2 separate regions of the Triticum aestivum genome follow, and region 2 is linked to region 1. The links are chromatin contacts, called in public Hi-C maps. All regions are on one chromosome and are shown on one strand. Each heading gives the region's core, a stretch centred on a gene start, on an enhancer-like site or on the middle of the called end of the contact. The rest is flanking DNA. Distances are from core to core; before and after follow the strand shown. Region 1 holds the start of LOC123138159 (nudix hydrolase 17, mitochondrial). Region 2 holds the start of LOC123134496 (probable peroxygenase 5).

What was found. Hi-C and Micro-C count contacts between places; a contact is called where the count stands out from the background.
Region 2: a contact with region 1 is called in a Hi-C map of leaf, with 5 times the contacts expected there. The contact joins the promoter of LOC123134496 here to the promoter of LOC123138159 in region 1. A contact is called at or near these places in 2 of 5 Hi-C or Micro-C datasets (leaf and an unstated tissue).

The regions. Positions count from the first base shown.
Region 1 is chr6B:584,065,055-584,068,111 of IWGSC CS RefSeq v2.1, reverse strand. LOC123138159 (nudix hydrolase 17, mitochondrial) reads right to left here and starts at 1,775. Exons shown (of 2, transcript XM_044558071.1): 1 at 1,269-1,775; 2 at 580-1,167. The coding sequence starts at 1,664. The coding sequence ends at 1,066.
Region 2 is chr6B:584,349,766-584,352,719 of IWGSC CS RefSeq v2.1, reverse strand. It overlaps LOC123134496 (probable peroxygenase 5), which reads right to left and starts at 1,500. Exons shown (of 5, transcript XM_044553747.1): 1 at 1,314-1,500; 2 at 1,113-1,220; 3 at 900-985; 4 at 154-374; 5 at 1-73. The coding sequence starts at 1,398.

The DNA.
Region 1 (3,057 bases), core at 526-3,025:
GCGCTCCACGGCAGGCCCAGGCTCCAGAGAAAACGGCACGGCACGACACCCTACATCTACGTGACAGGCATAGGCAGTGATTGCAAAACTTCATTTCGGCGTGTCATGTTTTCGCACACACCAGGCCGGATGGATCCTCTCCACGTACCACATACGTGTATCATCGCTTCTCCAGGGAGAGCGGTCCAGCCGTAAAGGGATGCTGCTGGCGGAGCCGTATCTTAAAACGGGTGGGGATTCGATCCCTTGGACGTGCGAGCATCTCCAACACTCGCTGCCTGTAGCAGCTTCCTTCCGTCCACCACGTACTCCACTCGGTAGTAGCTGCCGCGCCAGCGGAACAGAATCAATGCTATGCTTTCTCGGTTGCGGTGATAATGCAAGGGAATAGGAACCTCGCAGCAGGACACGACAGATGCTCCGGCCAGCCGAGAACGGCCGAGAACACGCGGAGAAGAAATAGCGTGTGCTCCAGATGTTGCTGTCCTAGAGCAAGTCTTATCTAATGGCGTGCGCAACTTTTTTTCTGATGAAACACATACAGCGGTAGATTTTTCCTTTGTGGTGGTAGAATAGTAGTAGTAGTAGCAGTACTCGTTTGATTGATCGATCGTGCCACCAAGAAGCGGTTTCACTAGAATTAATTTACAATTTGATCTTTTACTCCCAGAGCCTAAGGAAAGAATCGTGAGCATGTTCGTTCGGCAGTGTTTTTGACAAGTTTTCCTGCCCCGTTCGCTTTCGATCTCTACCTCACACATTTCTAAGTTCGTCCCCATTATTTGCCGCGACGACGACGACGACGACTCTGCGCCTCAGGAAAGCGTCGACGCGCGCGTGCCATCGTGGATCCCAGTCCGTCTCTCCGGCAAGGGCGGCCAAATATATGCTCCGGTCCGGTCGTCGTACGACACCGGACACGCCGGCAGGCCTGCCGCTGCACCGAGGAAAGAAGAGAGAGAGACGACGAGGACGACGGACGGACGTTGGTGCTCGCTCCCGGCCTCTTCTCGCGAGAGTCGCGCGCGCTCGAGCTCCAGTCACCCCGCCAGCCCGCTTGGCTGCTCACAGGGCGGACTGCGGCTTGGCGTGCCGGGCGACGAGCTCCTCGAGCGCCTCCCGCATCCAGCAGTGCTGGCATCCCTCCATGACCTGCTGCACAGTTGCCTGTTCAAACAAATCGGAAAGCACACGTTTAGAAGGCATGTTCTTGGCTCCTAATTTGACTTCGCAGCAGCTAGATTGAAGAAGCAAGAAGCTGTACTCACCCAGGTGCGCTTGCGGGACGCCATCTCGGGCCACTGCTGGAGCTCGTCGGTGACGCGGAGCGGGTACATGATGCCCTCGTAGGTGGTCTGGTAGCGGCGGCTCTGGTAGTGCCAGCAGCCGAGCACCTTGCCCATCTCCCCGCGGACGCCGGCCTCCTCGAGGGCCTCGCGCCGTGCCGCGTCGTCCATGGACTCGTCCAGCTCCCACCCGCCCTTGGGAAACATCATGCCGTGCCCCTTCTGCGAGCTGATGACCAGCACCTCCAGCTCGCCCTCGCCGTCGCTGTCGCCGCCGTCGCGCATCCGGTACGGGATGCACCCCACCACGATGCGCCCGCCGGTGCTCGCGCTGTACCGCTGCAGCTCGCGCCCCTGCCTCGCCACAAGAACGGCCATCGTTCGAATCTTTAGCTAACTAGACGCTCGTTTGGTCGCAAGAAGAAGAAGATGAGAGATGGATGGGTGGATGCTGGAGTAGCAGCTGTTGGTTTGCGGCCATGAAGCTGCGCATCCGGGGTATTAATAGGCGGCGAGCGGCTGGGGCCGATGGAGTTATTGCTGCTGCCGTATGGCTGTTGCGAGCGGACGAGTAGGTAACATGGGTGGAGCATGGGCTATGGACCAGCACCAGATTAGCTGGGCGTGGGTGTGGCTGTGGACGCGGCGCTCGGGCCCTCCGCCCAGGGTTGCCGTTCCGAGGTAGGGCATGGCGCGGCGTTCACGGACAGGGAAGGTAGGATCCCATGCTCCCATCCGTGCTCCCACTTCATCCTATGACTGTTATTTTCTCTTTTTCTTTTCTAATCTAATCATCTCCCCCCCTAATTTTCAGGGGATGGGGCCGGACTTTATTTTTTTCCAATCAAATCAAGCCACGTACGCGGGAGCACAGATGGGAGCACGGGGAAGGAGCAGGCAAGTCTCGTCCGGATCCAAGCACAGGCGCACAAGGTTTTCCGTTTCTTTCCTGAACGGTCGTTTTGTTTGGCTGCCTGGAATTAGGTACTCCTTCAGTGGGGGTGATGTTTCCAAACTGAAGGAAATTTGAGCTGGTATTTTCCTTTCATAGAGTAATACTTCTTGCTCTCTAGTCATATTGCAGTGCTTAGATCGCAATCTTGCAAGGAAATATTTGCAACATCTAGGATTTGAATAGCATATATTTGTGAAAGGAAAGACAAGATGCTTGTCTACTTGCAACATAGGAAAAAATTGTGTGCACTATTTTCAACTTTGGAGGCTGGGAGGAGTTGTGCGTTCATACCACGTGGCTTTTACTACATCATTCTGTTAATGAAAGCTTCCATGGTGCGTTCATAGCAATGTGGAGCTATGGTTACCACACAATAATAAGGGATAACACTTCTAGGAGGAAAAACACATAACCGTTTTGCTTGGTGTTGCCTCCGTGCTTGGAAAAGGGAAGTGAGTTTTGTCCGAAATCAAATGATGCAAAGTTTGACCGATTTTTATATGATAAACTATCAACAATTACAATACCAAATTAGTATTCTTACACACACAAGAATATATTTTTGGAAATGCTAAAAATCGGACATAAGATTAATACACATGGGAAATAAAATGTTTGTCATGGCAGTTTATATTGACGTAAGGATGGCAAATTTAATTGGCGAGCATGACGATTTTCTAAGAAAACAATAAACTTGGACGGATTTGCCATGCTTGCCAACTAAATTTGCCACGCTCGAAAAACATAATTTGTCATAAAAAATGCTTAATTTGCGATGCCTAAAAATCTGATGCCTGGTGGGCCTTCCGTCCCATT
Region 2 (2,954 bases), core at 251-2,750, 280 kb before region 1:
GTCCTTCTGAAGGAAGCCGTCCTTGTCCTTGGCGAGGCTGTAGAGCATGCCCCACTCCGCCTTCGACGCCGCCCTGCAACCGCCGGCGGAGTTAGCACGGCGACACCTCGACCGTCGGCATGAATAAGATTTACAGCAGAGATAAATTATTACCATCCTTTGAAGTCACCCTCCTTCCTGTTGGCAGTGCGCATCGCATCCAGCTCGTCCTCGTTCAGGGCGTTCGGCTTGACCATGGCGTACTTGGTGAATATCTCGTTGAACTTGGCCGGAACAAACCTTCCTTGAGCATCGTACGAACCGCTGTCGCTCCCGTGGATCCCCTTCTGGATGTTCGCTATGTAGATGTCAAACCGCGATGTCGTAGCATTTTCCTGCATGTTATGTCTGTATCAGGTACTGTATCCACGGGTTCTGTACTCGTATCGGAGTAGGGTACACAGTTGCAGGTGCACACAAAAGGACGTGTTGGATAAGTGTGCTGCTGGCGTCTGAAGCGTAAAGCGTTTGTTTAGGCCGCCAACCTTGCCATATATGCACCAAACTAACTGACTTTGAGATTGGAGCCGGCAGCACGCCGAACAAAAATGACATTGTAAACTTGTAACCGTCGCTTACTCGTTTGTGCCAGCAGGAGAAAGGGATGACGCCATTTACTCTGATTAACATCTAGCATGCTTGGTGATTCGACCTTGATCATAGTAGTGTGTTCTTATATCTGAAGAATGCATTCTCGGTTAAGCTGGTGCACTATACTACTAGCGCTGCACACGAACTACCAAGTACTAACAACCCTGATGATATTTGACATGGATTAAGCGCCCAAGGGAACATGGAAACGGCATGTGATTGTGTACGCGTGTTGGGCAGTTGAAACGAAAGAAAGAGCATGGCCGTACAGGTCTGGTCTTGGGTCCGATGGCTCCGTTGATCAGGGTCGCGCTGGCCGTCGCCTCGAGAACTCCGAGACCGATGGCACGAAGCCCTGCATGCATGCACACAAAGGCCAAAATTAGAAGCCTGCGACGACGGCCAGCCGTCGATGCAAAAAAGAACCGAAACCGATAAACGAGGGGGCGGAGAAGATGCGTGACCGATGGTCGTTTCCTCACCTTGCTCGGTTTCGGAGAAGGTGACGATGCCGTCGTTGTCGGTGTCGAAGAACGCCACGTGCTTCTCCAGGTCCGTCGTCCAGGCCGGAGCCGCCGCCGCCTGGCTCCCTGTCAGAATCGAACCGAATATGTTAACAACTCAAACAGAAATGGGCAATACATAAAAAATGATCGTGCCCCGGCCGGAAACCGTCGACTTACAGGAGGACACGGCGAGCAGAAGCAGGAGAGGCGCGGCCGCCGCCGCGGGCAGAGATGACATCCGACGCTGGCCGGTGGCGCCCATCGTGTTAGGGCAGGCGATTCCTCCTCGCTCTCTCTCGACCCTTTCTCTCTCTCTCTCTCGCGAGCTGACTCCCGATCTATCTTTATCTTTCCCCTGATCGAGGCTGCGTCTGCGTGCCTCTTTGCCTCGACGTGCGGCCCTATTTATAGGACGGCCTGCGCCCCGGGTAGGCGTGTGGCGGCCTCGCCATCACAGGCGGCCTGGGGAGACCTCACGCGAATTCATTACAGCACAGAAACGTGGACCGCTGCCTGCAACAGAACGACAGACAAGCTTTGGGAATCCAGCACGATCGATCCCCAAACGGCTGGTGCGAAATCGCCAGATACGCTGCAAGTAAATGCGCGGGTGTAAATTTGGAGGAGAAATAAATATCCACCAAAAATTCAGATTGCGCACAGGCTGTGAGTGCTGATTTTTTATAATTTTTAGGGAAGGCTGTGAATGCTGATTAATGGAGAATATTTTTGTACTAGTATTTGTCGAGCACTGAAACATGCAAAACGGGAAATGCACATTTAACGTTAGATATTTTCCATGCATGGGCCGAACAGATACTTCTAACCAGTTTAACAAGGTCCACTACGACAAGACGGGCTCATTGCCACTAATAATCCAGCATTCACAGAGATGGCCGGCCCAAGTCAAGCGGACCGTACAGTTCCGCGAAATCACTAGTTGAGGAGTACTCGCTGCAAAGATCACTTCAACTTTTTCAGGTTGTGACAAGTCATGCACTGCATATGTGTCACTTGTCGCAACCTGAAATTTTTTCCTTTTTCGTAAATCTGTTTATTCAAAACGTTTTATCTCTTAAACCGTGCATTCAAATCTTGAATCACGTCGAGATATTCAAAACTAGATCCTATGTTGATAGGTTTTGACGAAAAAAAGTTCACAAAAAAACCGAACCGGGAGCACAGGTTTTTTCCCTTTCAGAAAGAGGCACGCCAGTGCCTCTCACGAAATCACAACCGTGCCTCTCGCGGAAGCAAAACCGTGACTCTCGCAGAAGGAAAAAAACGCATTTTTTCGTTTCCGAGGAGGCACGGCCGTGACTCTCACGAAAGCACAATCGTGACTCTCGTGAAAGAAAAGAACAAAAAACGTGTTTTTTCCGTTTTCGAGAGGCACGACTGTGACTCTCGCGAAAGCACAAATGTGACTCTCGCGGTAGCAAAACCGTGACTCTCGCGAAAGGAAAAAACAGAAAACGCATTTTTCTTCGTTTCCGAGAGGCACAACTGTGACTCTCGCTAAAGCAAAACCATGTCTCTCGCGAAAGCAAAACCGTGACTCTCGCGAAAGGAGAAAAAAACAGAAAAACATGTTTTTTTTCGTTTCGGAGAGGCACTGCCATGACTCTCGCGAAAGCAAAACAGTGCCTCTTGCGGAAGCAAAACCGTGACTCTCGCGAAAGGAAAAAAAAGAAAACGCATTTTTGGCGTTAAAAATTTTTTTTCCTGATTTTTTTATCGAAAAGTTAAGGAAGACCGGTGGAAAACCAAAACTTCGAAAAAACAAAAAATATAGCTAAAAAGCCGAAAACACGTGCA